Linked DNA regions of Sus scrofa: region 1 is linked to region 2. Evidence: chromatin contacts called from public HiChIP or PLAC-seq data. All regions are on one chromosome and are shown on one strand. The core of a region is the stretch at or near the end of the contact, and the rest is flanking DNA. Distances in the headings are between cores, read along the strand shown.

Region 1 (5,354 bases), core at 1,531-4,030, 240 kb before region 2:
ACGCTACTTCCTCCCCCAGCAGCTGGGTGAACTCCTGTTTTGGCCTTGGGGCTAAAGGGAGTGGATGAGCAACTTATGGCAACTCTCCAACCCAAAGCATTTCCACCTACCCTCACCGTCCAGACCATTAGCTGAAATTCTTTACAAACAGCTCCAAGAAACAAACAGGGCCGGCCACAGACCCTGAGGCTTGTGTGTGGCAGGACCACCCGCCACAGAAAGAGGGGATGAAGGTTTGCACAATCAAGGGAGTTATTCCACAGACCAGCCTCAAACTGCATTAAACATCCTTGCCCAGGAGCCGGGTGAGGGTGAGTCTCACTTCTGATGTGATGCAGGCAAGGACACTTGCACAATATCCTAAGTCAGGGTGCCCTTTGAGAGGCTGTCCTCCCCACCCTCTGAACACAGAGGCAGACACCCACACCCCTTCCTCCCCACAAGGGAAAGGTAGACAGAGCTGCAGGGCTGGCTTCAGACCACGTGATTCCTGTTTACAAACTTTGAGTTGTAAAAAAAAAAAAAAAAAAGGTGGGGGCCATCCCGCTGGTGCTCACCAGGGGGCAGCAAAGACTCAAAGAAAAAAAAAAAAAAAAAAAACCCGGGGAGGACCAGCCATTAACTGTTAAATACAAAAAAATACAGCCCAACCCAGCGTCCTCCAAGGGCAAATAAACACAAACCACAAGCCCCAGTCACAAGTTTTGAAAGGTTGTCGTTGGTGAGGTTAAGCCGCTCAGATGATGACCCACCCTCCTGTGCTTTGATCTCCGAGCTCTCCATTCCATCTTCTCTGAAAGGACCCGCTCCAAGCCCCTCCCTAGGATAGGTTTTCATCCTCTCTGCGGAGACACCCAACTAATTCTCTAACCAGCAAGAGATCTTATTTCACAACATTCATTCTTAATTCCCTCACCCTACAACACCCCCCAAAATTAAATAATCAACAAAACGAATTATTCAGCACAACTACTGTTTCTATTCCTTATCCTTCCCTAGATCAAAGGAGAGAAACTGCAGCTCTAAAACTACCTTACCGAAAACTAAGTCCCTTGTAAGACAAAACAAAAATTACAAAACCGGCATCAATTTTCATCTCTCCCGCTCTCTCCTCCTCCTTCCCCCTCCTATCCTTTTACTGGGGAGGAAACTGGGTCAGACTTCAGAAATCTGGGCTACGGCCGGTTGCCCACAACCTCTTATTCATCGGGAAAGGTTGGAACCCACTGAATTCCACTCAAAAAATAAAATCATGCCAGAAACATTACAGGTTCTGCTGGCTTGAAATCGCCGGCTTTCCTAGGCTGGGAAGCTCTCTTTCGCCCCACCCCTGCTAGCATCGAGCCAGGCGGCCCGATGACCTTTACAAAGGGCCGGAGAGGGGAGCCTGTGGAGGCCTCCAGGCCAGGCCGAGTCACCTGGGCAGCTCCCTCCCGCGCAGCTCCCCCAAGGCCTGGCTCACCATCGAAGTCCGTGTAGACGGTGTCCTTGAGAAGCGCCCCCGACCCGAAGTCGATGAGCTTGAGCTCGCCGCGGTTGAGGTCGATGAGGATGTTCTCGTCCTTGATGTCGCGGTGGAGCACCCCGCAGTTGTGGCAGTGGCGAACGGCCTCCAGCACCTGCCAGAAGAAGCTGCGGGCCAGCTCCTCCTGCAGGGCCCCCCTTTCCGTGATAAAGTCGAAGAGGTCTTGCACCGGCTCGGGCCTCTCCAGGATCAGGACGAAACTGTCGGGCCTCTCGAACCAGTCCAGGAGCCTAATGACGCCGGAAAAGCCCGAGCTCACCTTCTTCAGAAGAACCACTTCCATGGGCACTCGGGTGCCATTAGGCTGCAGAGGGGGCAAGGGGGCTGCGTTAGGGCGGGAGTCGGAGGGTGCCCCTCACCCCACCCATCCTTGGGGTCGCTCCCTCACCAGTTCTCCCCAGTCGGAAATCCGGTCCTTCTCCACGTGCTTGATGGCCACCTGGAAAGCCCCCCAGAGAGTCTGTTAGGTCCCCTCGCCAGAGCCAAACACACCCTGCCGCCCCCCTGCCCGGAGCGCCCTCCCCGTGGTGGGGCGCCCACTCACCGGCAAGTTGTCGGCGACACGGATGCCTGAGTAGACCGAACCGAAGCCGCCGCTGCCCAGTAGCGGGCCCACCTGGTACTGCGACTCCAGGGGCTCCTTATCCTTGCCTAGGAAAGGGGGAGTCACAGAGGACTCAGTGCCGGCCCGGGTGCCCCCAGCTCCCACCCTGGGAAGTCCAGTCGCCCCTCCATCCACGATTTGGGGGGGGGCACTCACCGGGCGCCAGCTTGGTGGCGTGCAGGTCGTTGCAGGGCGCGGCGCGCAGGTGGGCAAGCGAGTTGATTTTGGACAAGAGCATCCCAACCTCCAGGGTGTCGGCGTAGGGACTGCGTCTGGAAGAGCTGCAGCAGCAGGAGCTGGGGCTGGGGTTGTGCCGGTGGCTGTGCCTACGGCTGGGGGTGAGGCTGCGGGTGGCGTTGCGGCTGCGGCAGCGGCTGGCGCGGAAGGCCGAGGGCGAGTCGGAGGACGACTGGGGGCGCCGCCGGGGCTGGAGACTGGCGGACACGCCGGCGGGGTCAGGCAACGCCGAGGGCGGCGGGGTGGGCGGCTCGTGGGACTCTTGCGGCAGCGCCGCGGCACAGGGAGCTTGTAGCTGCTGCTGCTGCCGGTCCCGCCACCGCCGCTGCCGCTGCTGCCGCCAAGTCCTCTCGGGCCTCCTCCGCCACCGCGGCCGCTGCAGCAGACGCCCGGCTCGCCCAGCCGCCAGGAGTAAAGGGGCGGAGCGCGCCGGCGGGGGGCGCGCGGGCGGGCGGGGATGGGGCGGGGCCTCTCCAGGAGGCCTAGGCGGGGAGCCGGGCTGCCAGGCCAGCGGAGGGAGGAGAGGGGGTGGGGAAGCGGCGGGACAGGGCGACTCCCCTCCCCCCCGCCCCGCGCGCTCCGGCGCCGCACCCCGGCCCCGCCCCCGCCGGCGCATCTCCAGCCAACCAGAAGCCGACCTATCTGCATAACACGGCGCGCCCCGCTCCCGCCCCGCCCCGCTCTCGCGGTCAGAATGGTCTCTACGCCGCCACGACGTGGCGGGAAGGAAAAGGCGCCAAAATGGAGGGGGAGGGGCGCGGGGCGTGATGGGAGGCGGGAGCTGGGTGTCTAGCAGCCACGGAGGAAGGATGGGGAGGGGCGTATCGATTCAAACCCAAACAATAACAAAGCCATCAAAGGCCGCCCGAGGCCGGCTCTGCGGCTCTCCGTTTCTCGGGGTTTTTGGGTCAAGGGCTTGAGCTGGAGCATAACAAGTTGCGCAGAGACGACGGGCGTTGGTGTGACAGGCGGGGAGGCCAGGCGGCCGGCGCGCCGGGGTGTGAGGGACCGTGTGTGTGTGTGTGTGTGTGGTGTGTGTGTGGCGGGGGGGATGCCGACGAGGGTGGTCTTTCTGTGTGACTCAGACGTGAGACCTCCAAGTCGGCTTGGGCTGGTTGATCACGCTCTGTGGGCTCGAGTTGGGTCCTCCGGGGTTTGTGTGTTGGGGGCGCGTGGGGGGCGAAGGATCTGCAAGATGTGAGTCACAGCGGCTTCACGCAGGGAGTGGAGGTGTCACAGGCCCGGAATAAAATGAGGAGAGCTCCGCTCACTCGGGGGAGGCGTCCCGATCGCGGTTGTCACAGCCCGTGAAAAGATCAGCTCCCCAGCCCCCAATCCCCTAGCAGATTTTATTTTTAAAATGCAGAAAGGTTCCAGTGAATCCTGATTCCTAAGCAGTGATGTGTGTCAGAGTGCCCGGTAAAGAGGAAATCACGAAACAAATGTTAGTATTGTGATGCCAGATGCTGTCTCAGCCCTTCTGTGAGGGCGGGAGCGAGAGATGAATTCCTCATCTAAAGCGGGGTGGGAGGGCGCGCTTGATTTAATCAGCTTTCGCGTTGTATTCACCTTTTCATCAGCCTGTTATTACCAGTCAGGCAATACTAGCAATTATTAGCAGCCCCCGATTCTTGACTCAAAGGAAATGCCCCTCCTTTCCCTGCCCCCCCTTGGAAATAACACGGAAAACTGACCAATTTGACTTTCATCCTTTGTCCTTTTAAACTTCATGTAGAGTTGATAACGACGTGTGAAATGAGTAAATTAGAATTCTATGTAATCCATAAATTGAAATGTCAGAGCCTAAATAATTGAAAGCTAACTACATCCTATTTTAATTGTTTTCAAGTTCCTGCCACTTAAAGGAAAAATGAGGAAGTCCGTGGATCTGTGTATCTGCTGGCATTAATGAGTTTAAATGTTTCATTAAAAGTTTCCTACAGTGCTTGTTTTATAAAGACACCCAGTTGTTTCACAACTTTTATGAATTTATCTTATAAGATATTACATATTTCCCTTTTGTTGTGTACTGTGGCCTAACTCATTCATTTTTGATGACTATGAGAAAACCCAAGGGAACAAGAATTATTCCCTTTTTTACAGACAGGAAAATGAAACATAAATAGGATGACACAGGGTCATACAACAGCTAAGGGAGGAAGAGATGAAATGACCCAAATTCAACTCCAGAGTATTCAAAGCTTTTCTTCTATTGGCATCCAAAACTGTCCTTGATACTAAGATAACAAGTATAAATTTATGTGACCACCATTTCCAACCCCTCTACCTTCCCTTTCCTTTCACAAGCCATACTGGACCATTCTCCCTTGTTCCCACTCACGCAGCACTTTAGACTTTGTGCCTTTGGAGAGGCAGTCAGCCTGCTCTGAGAATTCCCCCTCTTTTATTTAAAGCCTTTGCCGACTTGAGAACACAATTCTAGTTCCACCCCAGATTGCCCAACAAACTCCAAGCATGAAATTACACATCTACTCCACTTATCTGACAACCGCACGTTTTTTAGGTTTTTTTTTTAAATCTCTTTATTAACTTTTCAGTTATTTATATCTTCTCTCCCTAGTCCTTAAATGAATACTTTGTCCAATGATTGTTGACGAAAGGAAAGACTAAAATGGGTCTCCACAAAAAAGGTCATGATTATAAAAGTCAATTTAGACCAAATTTCAGCAAATTAAAATGGAACAGACAATATAAAGGTTAGGAACAACCTTTAAACTGAGTTACCTTGCTTTCAAATCTAGTTATGTGACGTTCGTCAAGTTACTTAACCTTTCTAAGCTTTACACTGAATGGAGATAACAGTTGCACCTACATTTTAGGGCTGTTGTAAGACACAGACCAGCACAGAGTGAGATTCTAATAAATATTAGTTATGAAGTCAATGATGCTGATTGTGATTGTGACAATGATGATTAAAAGGAAGAATTTTGGGATGGTCTTGCACCTTGAAGGCTTCAAAGATAAAAT
Region 2 (5,609 bases), core at 1,503-4,002:
AGGTCTGGCCAAAAAGGGGGGGAAAAAAAAAGACTTTATATCATGAAACCACTTCAGCAATTCTCATTTACCCTCATACCAACCAGCTGAGGTTTATGGAAAGGTTAAATTGCTCAAGATTACACTGGAAGTTCCCTTTGTTCAGGTTCTGGTCTGGAATAGGCTCTATGTGAATGCTGAACTGAACTGGAAGAGGCCAAGTTCTAACATGTTAGAGCTGTTAACAGTCTACTGGGTGAGAACAAAATTTGACACAAGCAGTTAGACAATGATGGAAGGGGACACCAAATTAAAGACCAAGAAGAGAGAAGGGGAGAGAGTCTACTGTAGAGTGGAGAGGTTTTCTGAAGAAGCTGGAACAAGGGCATGGACAAGGTTTGGGAAAGCATTACAAGGAGAAAGGCCATCTTGGGCAGAGGTCTGGAAGTGAGAAGACTGTTGCCACATTTAAGGCTTGGATAATAAAATAGGAAATCCAGCTGGAGAAGTCAGGGGTCAATGGTGAAGGTCCTTCAAGTTCAGACCAAGTGATTTGGGACTTTAACAAGCAAAGGGAAAACATCTAATACTTTGTGGCAATATCTTGTAGCGTTTTGGGAGGAAAGTTTTTGTGATTGTGTGTGTGTGTGATAGATTAGTGGGGGAAAGCCAAAAAGCAGAGAATGCAGGAAAAGGGCTCTTGAAATAATCCTGGTGTTAAAGGTATGAAACAGCAGTGGGAATGGGAACGAAGGGATACAATTTGGAGATGTTTGGAAAAAAAGAATTGATGGGTCTTGATAATGTGTCGCTTGAAGGGAGCAGAGAGATAAAGAATGACCTTCATGTTTCCAGCTTGAAAAATGATGTTTCTGTAAAAGTCTATAATTTCCTTTTCAATAAAGGGCATTTAGGGAGTTCCCTGGTGGCTTAGTGGTTAAGGATCTGGTGTTGTCTCTGCTGTGGCTCAGGTATCTGCTGTGGCTTGGGTTAATTCCTGGCCTGGGAAAAATTTGGTCAATCCTCAAAGGTATATTTTTATAAAGCAGCTCATAAAGTAAGGAGGCAGTGCCTATTCTTCACAGTGATTGGTTTATAGTATTAGAGTTTTCTTAGTGATAGAAAATGGGTTAAAAGTGGTTACCTCAGAGTTCCCATTGTGGCTCAGCAGGTTAAGAACCCAACTCCTATCCATGAGGTTGTGGGTTTGACCTCTGGGCTCCTTCAGTGGGTTAAGAATCCGATGTTGCCACAAGCTGTGGTGTAGGCTGCAGACGCTGCTTTGATCTGGCATTGTTGTGCCAGTGGTGTAGGCCAGCAGCAGAACTCCACCCCTAGCCTGGGAACTTCCATATGCTGGCGGCCCTAAAAAGAAAAAAAAGTGGTTACCCATATTAATTTTGGGGAACAGTTTCATTTATGATTTTCAGAGAAAAGAAGAACAAGAAGTGGCCCAAGTTAAGTTTTGCTTATTTTAAGAATCATCTAGGAGTTCCTGTTGCGGCTCAGTGGAATCTAAGATCTATGAGGATGCAGGCTTGATCCCTGGCCTTGCTCAGTGGGTTAAGTATATGGCATTGCCATGAGCGACTCAGATCTGGCATTGCTACGGCTGGGGTGTAGGCCAGCGGCTACAGCTCTGATTCAACCCCTAGCCTGGGAACCTTCATATGCCACGGATGCAGCCCTAAAAAAAGAAAGAAAGAAAGAAAGAAATCTAAATTAAATTTTATTTGTATGACCTGACTAGTTTGTCTGCTCAGGGAATTTTCAAGTCTGGGCTCCATTTGTGTTTGATTTTTAACAATGGGAAAGTACACAATAGTGCTTAAGTGGACGCCTGGCACAAAGTAAGCATTCATTTAACTATCATTATTAAGAGATGTGCAAAACATTTACAATATGTTTATTAACCCCATTTCTTTCTTGTCCTCCCTCTAAACCTCCTGGAATTGCCTCTACTTTGCTTCTCTTTGATCATGAGCGAACCCTCCTTACAACCTTGGGGCACCATCTATCTCAGACACGGTTGTTCTAGGCCTTGCTTTAGCCCTGATTTATTTGATCTTCATTCTCCTCTTTCTCCTTTTCCTTATCTCTCATTTTTTTCCCAGCCCTCTCCCCTCTCCCCAGGCGCTTTGCTTTTGGAAGTCTAGAAGCTCTGATTTGCTGCATGGTCATGGACAAATTAACAAGTCATTTACTGCTGAGTCTCAGTTTTCAGATCTGAAAATGGCAGTAACAACATAACTTTTTATAAGACTGTTGGAGTTCCCGACATGGCTCAGTGGTTAACAAATCCAACTAGGAACCATGAGGTTGCAGGTTCAATCCCTGGCCTTGCTCAGTGGGTTAAGAATCCAGTGTTGCAGGGAGCTATGGTATAAGTCACAGACGCAGTTTGGATCTGGCGATGCTGTGGCTCGGGTGTAAGCCGGCAGCTACAGCTCCGATTTGACCCCTAGCCTGGGAACCTCCATATGCCGCGGGAGCAGCCCTAGAAAAGGCAAAAAGACCAAAAAAAAAAAAAAAAAAAAAAAAAAAAATATATATATATATATATATATATATATATATAAAAGACTGTTTGCGGAGTAGGTAAGATAATAATGTTCAAGCGCTATGTAAACGTACAGCACCTTACAAGCTTTAGTTTTTGGCATCTCTCAACTCTATTCCCTTCCATTCACTTCCGCTCTTTCCGTCTCTGCTCAATGCGGGACTAAGAAATTCTTCGAATTGAAGATGAGCATTTAATTCCCACAGAAGTGCAGATTTGTTGGTGTTCACTCCTTCCACGCCTAAACAAACCAATCAGAGCGTTCGGAGAGTGGCGCGGTGTTTCTCCGCTTGGAGACCATCTCTGACAGAGCTTGCACTTTTCTCCGTCTGCGCCGGACCGTTTGTTTTCACATCGCACCTCAGATTCCCGACCTTGGAGGTGGAGGTCTTTCCCCTTCCTTGTCTCAAGCCCCCGAAGATCTTGGCGTCGCTAGACCTGAACCACGGGAACCGGAAGTGTGTGCAGCAGCCTCGGGTCTCCCGGGAGTCGACGCCGGAAGTAGCGATTGCAACGGCGGGACTCCGCTAGCTTCACTATGGCGGCTATCCCTCCAGACTCCTGGCAGCCCCCCAACGTATACTTGGAGACCAGGTGAGGGTGCAGCCCCTGAGGCTGGGCTGGCGGAAGCGACGCGGATCCCAAGCTTAGCCGCGGGGGTCGGTTTCGGCGCGCTCCATCTGGCGGCGGACCTCCTCGGGGAGCCGCGGCTGTGGGGACCACCTGAGGGCTGAGTGGGAACCGCGGCTGCCGGCGTTGGAGCCCCGCACCGACTCACGCTGGAATCTTAGCCACAGCGGCAATACTGCCCTCTTCCCACCCCTCGGTTCCTTTATCCATTCATTCAGCACGCGTGTATTGAATCTACAGGCCGGGGACGTAGGATCTGAGAATCAGAGGTGGATGACACACACAGCCTGGCCTTTAGAAGCTTATAGTGTAGTGAGGAGACACATGTGTAAATATTAACGTTGTAAGTAACAATTGTATAAACAAATTATTAGGAGAACACCGGAAGAAGCACATTTATTTACTCCTATCAAAGAGTGATTATATTGAGCACCACCTAGGCCCATGCCCCTGATGTGTAGCATCATATTTAGTTTAAATCTCTGAGTAACTTAAATCACGTAGGTGCCATTCCACCGTCTCTCCATTTTTAGCAGGAGAAATTCCGTAATTTAAAGAGTGAATGGGAGTCCCCATCGTGGCTCAGCGGAAACGAATCTGACTAGGAACCATGAGGTTTCTGGTTCGATCCCGGGCCTTGCTCAGTGGGTTAAGGATCTGGTGTTGGTGTGAGCTGTGGTGTAGGTCGCAGACGCAGCTCGGATCCCACGTTGCTGTGGCTGTGGCCTAGGCCAGTGGCTGCAGCTCGGATTAGGCCCCTAGCCTGGGAACCTTCACATGCCAGCGGGTGCGGCCCTAAAAAAAAAAAAAAGACAAAAAAATAATAATAAAAATAAAAAATAAAATACAGAGTAAATGATTTGATTAAACCCATGTAGCTAGAAAGTAGGGGAACCTCATTTGGAGTCTGGTCTGTTTACCTCCAGTGTTGGGTTCTTTAGCACCATTCATTCCATTGCCTCTTTGGAAAAAGTTGAAAATGATCTTTCCAAAGTAGGACTAATAACTTTTAAGTAACTTCTTATTGCTACAAGAGTATAAAATTAAAATTTTGTAGATGCTTTTTTTCATTTGGCCTTTGCCTACCTCTCTTGCTACCTCTGTCATTCTTTTATCAGTAGGCAAAGTCAGCTATCCTCTCTATCGCTTTCTTGCCCAGGCTGATTTCCACAGAGAACAATTCTCTCAGATGCTGCTTTTGCCCCCTGGCCATCTTCCCCACCTTCTTATATAGGAAAATTCTCCTTTTTCAGGCCTCAACTTGGAGGTATGCAATTGTTTTTCTCTTTTTAGGACCTCACATGCAGCATATGGAAGCTCCCGGGCTAGGGGTTGAATCAGAGCCACAGCTGCCGGCCACAGCCACAGCCACAGCAACACCGATCTGAGCCGTGTCTTTGACCTACACCGTAGCTCACAGCAACGCTGGATCCTTAACCCACTGAGAGCGGCCAGGGGTTGAATCCATATCCTCATGGATACATGTCAGCTTGGTTACTGCTGAGCCACAATGGGAATTCCTCCATTACATTTTTTTATGATGGTAATTTATGTGGCTCAGAAATACAGAAGTTTGAAAAAGATATTCACTTGGAGTTTTCACTGTGGTGCAGTGGGATCGGTGGCATCTCTGGAGTGCTGGGAAACAACGTTTGATCCCTGGCCCAGCATGGTGGGTTAAGGATGAAGCATTGGTACAGTTGCAGTGTAGGTTGCACTGCAGCTTGGATCTGATCCCTCGCCTGGAAACTCCATGTGTGTGGCGTGGGGGTGGCAAAAAGGAAAAAAAAAAAAAAAGAAGATAGTCATTGAAAACCTTACTGTATCTCATTTACCTAGTTTCTACCTCTACCCAGCAACTTACTTATGTATAAGTAAAAATGAATTCCCAATATTTTGATGTTCAACCTAAAAAAATTACAAATTAAATGTAAGACTTGTTTTCCCCCTAATTTAGGGGTTGGTTATACCAGTTTCCAGTGATCAGCCATTTTTTGTGTATAAGGTGTTGGAAATTTTAGTTGTCCACAGTTATTTTGCTTAAAAGAAGTACCAGAAGACAATGCATGTTTTATTCAAAGGAGATATCTGTGTTTGTGTTATTTTGCATTGTGTCGTTTTCCTTTACTGAGCATGGAATCCCATGTTTGTCTTTTTAGGGCTGTACCTGTGGCATATGGAGGTTCCTAGGCTAGGGGTCCAATGAGAGCTGTAGCTGCCAGCCTACACCACAGCCACAGCAACGTCAGATCTGAGCCTCATCTGTGACCTACACCACAGCTCATGGCGCAGTGGATCCTTAACCCACTGAGTAAGGCCAGGGATCAAACCAGTGTCCTCATGGATGCTAGTCAGATTTGTTTCCACAGAGCCACCATAGGAACTCCAGAATCCTATGTTTTATGACAATTTTATGACTTATAAGCTTGGAAATGAAGAG

What was found. HiChIP or PLAC-seq counts read pairs in DNA pulled down with a chosen protein or histone mark.
Region 1: a contact with region 2 is called in an H3K27ac HiChIP or PLAC-seq map of alveolar macrophages. The contact joins the promoter of PIM1 here to the promoter of C7H6orf89 in region 2. A contact is called at or near these places in 3 of 5 promoter capture datasets (fetal liver, liver and skeletal muscle), 8 of 47 Hi-C or Micro-C datasets (alveolar macrophages, embryonic fibroblasts, fetal liver and 5 more) and 2 of 2 datasets of contacts at active chromatin or transcription factors (alveolar macrophages and skeletal muscle).

The regions. Positions count from the first base shown.
Region 1 is chr7:32,785,672-32,791,025 of Sscrofa11.1, reverse strand. It overlaps PIM1 (serine/threonine-protein kinase pim-1), which reads right to left and starts at 2,780. Exons shown (of 6, transcript XM_005665927.2): 1 at 2,286-2,780; 2 at 2,070-2,176; 3 at 1,914-1,964; 4 at 1,463-1,829. The coding sequence starts at 2,367.
Region 2 is chr7:32,541,712-32,547,320 of Sscrofa11.1, reverse strand. It overlaps C7H6orf89 (bombesin receptor-activated protein C6orf89 homolog), which reads right to left and starts at 2,752. Exons shown (of 10, transcript XM_021098652.1): 1 at 2,619-2,752. PPIL1 (peptidyl-prolyl cis-trans isomerase-like 1) reads left to right here. Exons shown (of 5, transcript XM_003128368.5): 2 at 2,746-3,133. The coding sequence starts at 3,078.